2 separate regions of the Anas platyrhynchos genome follow, and region 2 is linked to region 1. Evidence: chromatin contacts called from public Hi-C data. All regions are on one chromosome and are shown on one strand. Each heading gives the region's core, a stretch centred on a gene start, on an enhancer-like site or on the middle of the called end of the contact. The rest is flanking DNA. Distances are from core to core; before and after follow the strand shown. Region 1 holds the start of DYNC2I1 (dynein 2 intermediate chain 1). Region 2 overlaps ESYT2 (extended synaptotagmin 2).

Region 1 (5,253 bases), core at 2,665-5,164:
TGGCATTGAAGCAATGGGGAGCTTTGAAATGTAATTGGCAGAAAGCTAGGTGGACAAGATGAACGAGTATCTTTTATCAAAGAATTAACGGGGATCTGCACACGACACAGAAAGAAATATATATGTTGGAAAACACCTCTTAAAAAATGCAGCACAAAATGAATATGAATGGTGTTACTAACTGGTGACTGAATGCATATTTGGCCAGATGCCTTTGGAGAAAGTAATTAACCAGTTTAAAAGCATGTGACAAACATAACAGATAATAACAGCAATTACAATATATAATATGCATGTAGGAAACTGAGTAAGTACAGCTTAGATTTGGGCAGTGGGCAAGTCAGATGCCACTGTTTTATTTGGCCACTCTTTCTGAGAAGAAATGTCTCCTCATTTCCAACCTGAACCTTCCCTGGCACAACTTGAGGCCATTCCCTCTGGTCCTATCAACAGTTATCTGCGAGAAGAGGCCGACCCCCAGCTCCCACAACTTCCTTTCAGGTAGTTGTGGAGAGCAATGAGGTCTCCCCTGAGTCTCCTCTTCCCCAACCTAAACACCCCCAGTTCCCTCAGCCGTTCTTCACAGGACTTGTGCTCCAGGCCCTTCACCAGCTTCGTGGCCCTTCTCTGGACATGCTCAAGGGCCTTGATGTCCTTCTTGTATAGAGGGGCCCAAAGCTGAACACAGCACTCGAGATGCGGTCTCACCAAAGCACAGTATAGGGGGACAATCACCTCCCTGGTCCTGCTGGCCACACTATATCTGACACAAGCCAGGATGCCATTCTTGGCCACCTGGGCACCCTGCCAGCTCATGTTCACGCGAGCATCAGTCAGCACCCCCAGATCCTTTCCCTCTGCACAGCTTTCCAACCACTCTGCCCCAAGCCTGTAGCACTGTGTGGTGTTGTTGTGGCCAAAGTGCAGGACCCAGCACTTAGCCATGTTAAACCTCATTCCATTGGCCTCTGCCCACTGACACAACCCGTCCAGGTCCCTCTGCAGGGCCTCTCTACCCTCCAGCAGATCGACACTTATCCCCAACTTGGTGTCATCTGCAAACTTACTTAGGATACACTCAATTCCCTCATCCAAATCATCAATAAAGATATTAAAGAGGATGGACAAGGCATAGTGTCTAGTGGAACAAGTCTTCATGTTTGCTAATCTTCTCTGTTTAGACTGTCAATAAATGACAGTTGCGCCAAGGGAGATTTAGGTTGGAAATTAGGAGACATTTCTTCTCAGAAAGAGTAGATAGGCATTAAAATGGGTTGGCCAGGGAGGTGGTGGCATCACAGTCCCTGGGGGTGATCAAGGAAAGGTTGGGCATGGTGCTTAGGGACATGGTTTAGTGGGTGACATTGGTAGTAGGGTGATGGTTGGACCAGATGATCTTGGAGGTCTTTTCCAGCCTTAATGATTCTGTGATTTCTGTAAGGTAACTTAGCATCAAAAATAATAAAAATAAAATAAAATTACCCTAAGATGTTTCTTAAGTTCTTCTGATTTCCAAGTATCTTCTTTGGTTCTTCTCTAGAACAGAAAAGACAGCAGAAGGCAGTAATCAATTTGCAGTGAAAAATCATTTAACAAAGAATATTTTTTCAAAGGAAAAGATCAAGCTATATATGGTAAGTAGTACGGTATCCTATATAAAATCCCAAACATATAATGCATGATTGTTATTTTTTTAGGTACATATCAGAAAACAAAGTAAGAACATTAATGATGCTAACAGCCTAAAAAGAGCATAGTCAGTAGATATTAGATAAGGCAGTTTGAGATTTATTTTAAAACAAAACAAAAAAAATGTAGCCAACATTTAGACTTGATTTTCCAGTGCCCAAAAAGGTACATCTGCCACTTTTCTGAGGTCAACAATTTTCATCTCACTACCACCACCAGAATATGATGCTTTTTATATATGATGATTTCCCACTTCATTCTTTGCTTTTGCAGAAGACTAACAAATAGAGAGGGACCCTTTTTAAAGTTTGAAGAAATGTAATACCTTTGAGAGCACTGTCCCTCCGTCAGTAAGTACAAAAGTGTCAGAGGAATTGCTGTACATACAGAAATAAATGTTTAGGACAAACTTTAAAAGGATTTATCTAAATTGCTCACCTGGCTACTAACTTAAAAGTCCCCATACACTCATTTAAATCCAAAATAAGATTAGTTATTTAAGCCACACTGAGGTTTAACTCAATTCATGCACCTGAGAACACAGGGAGCTCATTAGCAGATATTAAGTGCCACAATTTAGTGAACTCAAGAAGTTCTATGAAACAATTTGACTTTTAAACATCTGTCCCCTAAACTAAAGATCAAGCCTTATGAAGTCAGCAAACTAAGCATCCTCACTACCTCAGAGAACCTCTTTAAGACACCAAGAGGGGGCTCTTCACTCATAACCTAGAAAGACCGGAGTTTTTCAGAACTTAATCTTACATTCTGTTTAAAATGTTATTCTTATCATTGTTAAGAATGTATGATTCTCTTTAACTATGATTCTAAAGAAAAAGAAACAAAAGCAGTATGATGTATTTCTGCAGTCTTAAAGCCAGAGAAAAGTGCTTTATTCTTCACATGTAAATATTTCTCTCTCTCATTTCCAATTTGAGTTACCTATCTGAGAGCTCTCAAATTGGTAAACACCATGAGTGAGAGCCTTGATTTGACAGAATAGAAACAACAGAAGGAGGCTTTCTCAAACAGTGCGGCTGTACAAATGCCTCTGGATCTTTGGGGGTCTTAAAACACCTGAAACAACATTAGATCAAAGTTTAGCATTCCATCACAATTCACTAACCAGACTGAAAATAGTAGTAATAATAAAAGTGATTTTCTAAATTATCTTTTCTAAAAATTATACCATGATTTATATATTTGTTTACTTTTTTTTTTTGTAAAAATGTTCATGATTTTTCCAAAAAAAGTGATACGATACCATTGCTGTTCCAAGGGAAGATGTAACATAATTGCACACCAACACGATGTAGCAGTTGTTTTTTGTTTGTTTGTTTTTTTTCTTTCCTTTTATTTTGGAGCTCTATGAACTTTTCACAACACAACAGCACCATGCAAAAGTTATGTGAGTCCCTAAAGCACCAAACCTCAGCAGTTACAGAAGTAGCGGCTACCTGAGGTTTTTCGTCTACGATCTGAATCAGGAACAGCTTTGGGAGTTTTCATCAACAACCAGATCCCTTCAGCAGGGAGGTCTGTGCCTGATGCAGCCACCCCAACGAGAAGAGTTATTCCTCTAATGGAATAACCCTTATTCCTCAGGGCATGCACGGAATAAGGGCTTCCTCATGCCACGTAGGTGACAGTTTCATCGTTGCGGTGACAAAACCGGGAGACTTGAGCCCCAGGGCAGCAGCAGAAGAGCTGAGGCCGCCAGCTGGCTGCACCCCTTCACCCCCAGGGCCGAGCCGGACGAGGAACGGCCTCGACCAGCAGCGGAGGATCCCGGCTGCCGCCCCCGCCTCCTCCTCCCCTCAGGCTGCGGGCCCTCCTGAGGGGCACGGGGGCGAGGCGGGACGGCCCCACCGCGGTCCCCTCACGCCGCTCCCGCAGCCCCGCTGGCCGGCCGCTCACCTTATCGCCCTCCATGGCGGGGGGGAGCCGCGTCCCACCGCCACCGGGAGGGCACGAAACGGCAGCGGGAGGGCGTCCGGGCTCGCCTAGCGACCGGAGGCGGTGGGCTGGGCGGGGAGGGAGCGGGGAGCCCGCCCCGGAGCGGGCGGTGCTACGGCCGCACGGCGTAAAGGGAAAGGAAAGGGAGGGCGGTGTAAAATGGCGGGCGGTTCGCCCCTCAGCCTCGGAGTGAGGAGAAACGGTGGCACCGCAGCGGCACGTGTAAAGAGCTGCAAATGTAAAATGATAATAATCGTATAAATAGCTTTGGAGTTGTTTTCTGCAGCAAGGAGTAAGGGACGGCCTGCGGGGAAGGCGGGCGCTGCTTGCACGGCCAATATTTGTACCCTGTCAACGTGCTGCGCGATTTAACGGGCTGACTAAAAACTCCCCTGGGCGCTTGAAGTTTGTTTGTTTGTTTTCTTTTTAGTGGGACAAAATAAAGTTGTAACTACATGAAAGGGGGGTAGTGAGTTTACTGAAGTATTTGCTATTAACATTTGTAGAAAGCTGCTTACCGAGGGGAAAAAGAAAAGGCATTTTGGCATGTGAGAAACAATCGTGAAGTTCAACAGGAGTTGTCATTAGACTTCAGAGATAAAATTTAACCCTGAGTTCTTGACCTTAAATAGTCACTTGGCAAGTATATACAATGCGGTACATCCTTGTATGCAGATTTCTCCTATCCATGTTTCCTTGCTTCATAACATAAATTAAAAAGGCTGTAAAGTTATCTCTCTGTCTGGAATATGAAGTATTTTCCTTTATCAGGTATCACTAAAGCAAATTAAGCAATTAGGATAAAAACGATGATATTTAAAAAGAAAAGACATTATGGCTTTTAAGAGCTATATTGCACTAAGCGTCTATGAATACTAAACTATTTATAAACATTCATATGAATAATTTAGCTGTCTGGCAGAGCAATAATAATCCATAAGCATTTTTTATATCTTCTTCCCTGAAAAAGCAGAAATGCGTGTACAAATCATCCTGGATTAATTCCAAGAGCTTTTTAGCCAAGGTGGTGAAGTGTTACAAGTGCATGGAACTATGCATCTGCTGAGTAAAGCATATTCTGCACATGTGATGTCCTCCATACAGAAGCTGAAGGACAAAAACTACCTACAAGTACTCTAATTCAACTTATTATTAGTAAAAATACAGCAAGCACATATTAATAAAACTAGTAAATGCGATAGCAATACCAAAGACTGGACAGAACAAAATACCTTTTTTTTTTTTTTTTTTGTTTTCAAATTCTGGATGTACCAGCTACTTCTTTAGAGTGTGCATATGTGTTAGATACCAAAACAAACAAACAAAATAACAGTTTTGGCTGCCAGTAGCTTTTTATTCCCCCTATCAGAGTATACTAGTCAAGTAGCTCTATGACAAGAAAAATCACAGATGTGGGAAGGCACCACTAGAGGGACTGTGCAGAATTTTTCAAAGCTTAAAGCCAGTGATCAAACAAGCTTAACTGCTGCATGAGAACGCAAGTTGGAGGAACACCTGTGGAACAACAGAGCTAAAATTTGTGCATGTCTTTGTTTTTCCATCATTTATCAAAATAAATGATAGTTTATCACCAATCTAGTGAGGAAA
Region 2 (4,582 bases), core at 1,217-3,716, 62 kb after region 1:
TATGCTTGTTGCTGGTGTAGCTATTAGCACCTCAGCTTTTCCTTTTTTCTTTTTTTTTTTGTCTTCTTTCAGTTTTTCAAGACTGTTTGAGATGTTTATCTTAAAGCTTTGATTCAACCCTAACAAAATAATGGGAGCTGTCTTCTCGGCTCATGTCAGAGAATGTTTGGCATTCATAACTTGAAAACAAGACATTCGGCAAAACTGAACTGAGGAAGTTTGAAAAGCACCATGTGTTACAGTGATAACTAAAGGAAGCTATTTATTTTCAAAAATATGATTATCTTGTGGTAGTTGTTTTAAGAAGTACTGAAACTGTAAATCTGTAGGGATTAGCATTCCTGTAGAATAAAAATCTTTGTAAATATGACCGGATAAACTCTGCAAGAAGGGAAAGGGAATGAAGGCTCCTATCTAGGACAAATTTAAACAAATTAAATTTAATAAATTAACTTGAGAAGAAACTTTGCCTATATGTAATGTGTTAGCATAATCCACTGACACTTTCAGAGAATAAACATGTGCCTGGGTAGCCCTGTCTTGATGTAACCTTGAGTTTCCTCTGTTCCTGTTGTATTGGATGCCATTAAAAGCTAGCAAATGGTTTTACAGTAGATGTGTTTAAGAAAACTGGTGTCACAGATCTAAGCGACCAGTAAATGTTTTTTATGAAAACTCTTGCTCCCCTCTACCTCCCCCAAAATCAACTTTTTATACAACCTAAAGATTTGTAAGCAAATAAATTAAGTAGTCTGTTATAGTCAATTCACTGAATGTAAAGCGACTGTCTATAGGAGTTGACCAAATGACATACTGGCTCTTCTAAAAGACATTGGTACTGGCAGTTGCATCAGTAGAGTTGTTTTTTTCCAGTCAGCAGTAATGTTACATTTTGAGGTCAATAGCAAGTTTTCTTCCCTTCAGGCTGTACTATTCTTTCCTTTTTCCTTCAGGCTGTACTATTCTTTCCCTTTTTTTTTTTTTTTTTTTTGAGTAATATTCCTAGCAAATCCTGTTCTGTTACAGTTTAGCACTCAGAGCTAAGATGGTAAGTATTTGAGGTTAACTGGTAATACTCCACCCATTACAGTTCAGTCTGTAATCACAGGCTCCAGTTGTTGTCACACCATTATGCCTTTACTTTGCTATGTTTTGTTTGAAGGCTGAAACCTCTCATTATGGGCAAAAATTGCTCAAGAATCTTTTTTTCATCTTTTTTTTTTTTTTTTTTTGTAGAAATTCTGCATAGCACATCTCAGATCTTTTGTTTAGCTTGTGACCAACCATCTAACGAAGATAAATTTTCACTTAGGAGTTTGAACTGCTTCACTGCTGCAGAAGTTTCAGTGAAGTATTTTAGTGAGAGAGATTTCACGCAGACAGCTCCCTTGCGTGTTTAACCTTATAAACTAGAGACCAGGCTGCTGCATATGAGTTAAGTGAAAAGTGCAGCTTCACAGGCTGTAATCCTGAGTTGTCCTCGCCCATTCTAGTGGGTACATTTGTGGTGAAGAAGGACCACCAAGGGGAGGCAGGCTCTACAGGCTGCAAGTCTCTGACATGAAAAAAATATAAAATGGGCCAGGTTGTATTTAATGGGTTAATTCTGTTACCCTTCTCTACCATAATGTTTTTATTAAATGAAAATGTAACATATATTACTTATAATGTAATGTAAATTTATTATATATATACTGTATAAATATGCTAGCTGCTTGAGTCAGATCTACTCTCAGCTGCAGGTTCAGTCATAGAAAAGCTTCACAAGGTGATTACTTACAAGTGCTTAATCTGAAAAAATGCATGCAGTAATCAAACATATTATCTGCATCTGAATTTCATAAAGACTGTAAAAGGAGAATCTTAAAGGAAGTGTACTTAGGTGGAGAACTCATTTATCCCTGGAATGTTTTCACCAGCTTTAGCAAGAGTGCACCTGCAGTTCAGAACACCTCGAGTACTTTTCATCATTTTCTCTCTGAGCCTTTCTAGATACTGCCAACCTCTCCCTGGATCCTCATCTTCAGTGAATTATTCCACTCCTGTCTTCTGCCAGTGTAGGCAGTGCAGCTAACCAGGGGTGTTTGTCTGACAGCGTCCTGATCTGTTCTCAGTTCAGACCCAAACTGGGTGAACCCTTAGCTTAGGAAATGTTAGGAGGTTGGGTTATTTAGTGATTCATTACCACTATGATTGTACCGCCACTCCCTTTTTACGAGCACAAAACCTGTTTTACTTCCCTAGGCTATATTTTACTCGTCCACAGAGCATGCTTCCTTTGTGTTTCTGTTTAAATGACAGTTCTTCTAGCTCCAGAGGACAGCTTGCTTCATAACAATACAGCAGCAGTTAGCCAAACTTTCAGGGACAGTTAAGTCATTACTGAAATATAAAAGTAGGTTAACAGTTAACATCTGCTTGGTTATATGCAATGCAGGCAAGAAGACTTATGCAATAGCCCTTTACCCTGGGTGGCTTTGAAAAGGCGAGGGGGAACTTGGGAGAACTTTTATATTCCCGTCCTTGGTTTATGTTATTCACATATCAGCTGCTTCCACCTGGTGGCCATTTTGGCAAGAATCCTGTATTTAAAAAATCAAAAAAAGTTTTTAGGAATAGATTTGGTTTCTACACCCCTGAAGAAGGGCAAATGTTTGTCCGTTTAGGTGTTAAGCAGCAAAAGATGTAAGTGGTAGCTGTTAACAAATTGCAGTGCTATGAGAATGTAGACATTTGTTTTCTGTTCTGCATTGTTTTCCCTCAACACATGTTTACCTTATTCTAAAAGTGGCAATAAATACTCTTAGCTTCTAAAAGTAATTGGAAACTCTGCATTAATACTTAGACTTATTTCAGTGTGTTTTTTATGTTTTAGAAAAAGGGATCTCAAGTGTTAATATGGTTTTCCATAAAGTTTCATGCTTGAGCTGCCTCAGTATGTTAGTGTGACATAATGTGTTTATTTCCCGTGAAGTAACTGAGTATTGTTTTCTCTAACAGTGGCTTATCGGATACAATAATATTGGATATAATATCCAACTACCTGGTCCTCCCAAATAGAATTACTGTTCCCCTTGTCAGTGAAGTGCAGATTGCTCAGTTGCGGTTTCCTATACCAAAGGTATGTGTGTTTCTGTTAATAGTAAAAGTTTGGCATTTAATTTTGTTGTTGTAGTAATTGTCTGAGGTATGCACATCTGTATGAATTTCTAAATATAGCTATTGCAGTAGTAGAGGTTACGATGAAACTGTTCGCTTTAAATAACCCCATTTATAAATAATTTTATGGAGTTTGATAATAACACTGAGAAGGACTTTTTTTGTTTTGTTATAATCTTTCACATATTACCTGTAAAGCATAGTTCAACTGTGTGTATTAAAAATTATGTAACATGTTTTATATTATTACTGCAAAACATGCTGTTTACTTGAAAGTTGTTACTACTTAGTGCTACTTTGTTCCAGTAGCATGGCATTTCTTGATATAACTAGTATGTTTCTGATTACTGATGACTATTTTTTCTTCAAAAATTTCTCTGAGTCTTGGGTGTTTTGTGTGATATCTCTTGATCCACTGTGTGTCAAAACCAAGTTTCATCTTAAGGAAACTGCAGTGGAAATTATAAAACATATATTACATGAACTGTCATGGCGTGGAAACTTTCAGATTACTACATAAACTCATTCTTTCCTTTTTCAGGGTGTTCTAAGGATACACTTTATTGAAGCTCAGGACCTGGAGGGTAAAGATACCTACCTAAAAGGGATTGTTAAAGGAAAGTCAGATCCTTATGGAATCATCCGTGTAGGCAACCAGATTTTCCAAAGCAAGGTCATCAAAGAAAATCTCAATCCAAAATGGAATGAAGTTTATGAGGTATAATCAATAGAAACGTGTTTTGCATTTTGTAGTGTGGTCATCTAGAATTTATTTTCCTCAAGAAAGTCTCCAGAGTATTTTCTTTAGTAACTTTTTGATATTTCCCTCTGGAGGTCCAAAGGTCTGTAACAAACAGCAATTCTCCATTGATGTATGTGACTTTGTTTAGACTTAGCAACAGTAATTCTGAAAAGTTGTCTCTTAATACCGACATGAACAGAAAAAAAAAAAAAACTGAAAAGCTCTTATGCTTGCTCAACTCATAAAATCACATGTTTTTGCTTGTTGATATGTGTTAATACACAAAGACACTGCTGTTTCAGTGTTTTATTGTTACTGTGCCATTTGACAAAGCCAGTCAGTTTTACCATAGACAATGCTGTCTTACTCTACTTCCAGGCCTTAGTATATGAACATCCAGGACAGGAGCTAGAGATTGAGCTGTTTGATGAAGACCCAGATAAAGATGACTTCCTTGGAAGGTAAATGTTACGGAGAAAATGTGTGTAGATAGTGAAAAGAGATTAAATATTTTGATGTAACTTTTTAATTTAATTTTATTTTATTTTATTACACTTGTATTTCTGCTGTGTTACTGCATTTATAAATTACTTTTCAAATTTTGCTATTAAGTAGTTTCCTAATTCCTTGGACTCTACATGTGTGAAAACAAATTTGTATTAAGATGTGCTGTATGTATTT

What was found. A called contact is a pair of places that touch in the nucleus more often than the background predicts.
Region 2: a contact with region 1 is called in a Hi-C map of F1 follicle, with 4 times the contacts expected there. The contact joins the enhancer-like site here to the promoter of DYNC2I1 in region 1. A contact is called at or near these places in 6 of 8 Hi-C or Micro-C datasets (F1 follicle, F5 follicle, liver and 2 more).

Annotation. Positions count from the first base shown.
Region 1 is chr2:149,458,440-149,463,692 of IASCAAS_PekinDuck_T2T, forward strand. It overlaps DYNC2I1 (dynein 2 intermediate chain 1), which reads right to left and starts at 3,915. Exons shown (of 24, transcript XM_027450450.3): 1 at 3,607-3,915; 2 at 1,483-1,536. The coding sequence starts at 3,621.
Region 2 is chr2:149,521,410-149,525,991 of IASCAAS_PekinDuck_T2T, forward strand. ESYT2 (extended synaptotagmin 2) reads left to right here. Exons shown (of 24, transcript XM_027450445.3): 8 at 3,001-3,121; 9 at 3,701-3,877; 10 at 4,280-4,362. Among named protein-coding and RNA genes, the nearest start is that of NCAPG2, 35 kb to the right of the region's middle. Within about 2 kb of position 2,467, at least 4 of the 8 cell types and tissues checked have an H3K27ac peak or open chromatin away from gene starts, as enhancers often do. A contact at or near this core is called in F1 follicle, F5 follicle and subcutaneous adipose tissue, where this site is marked.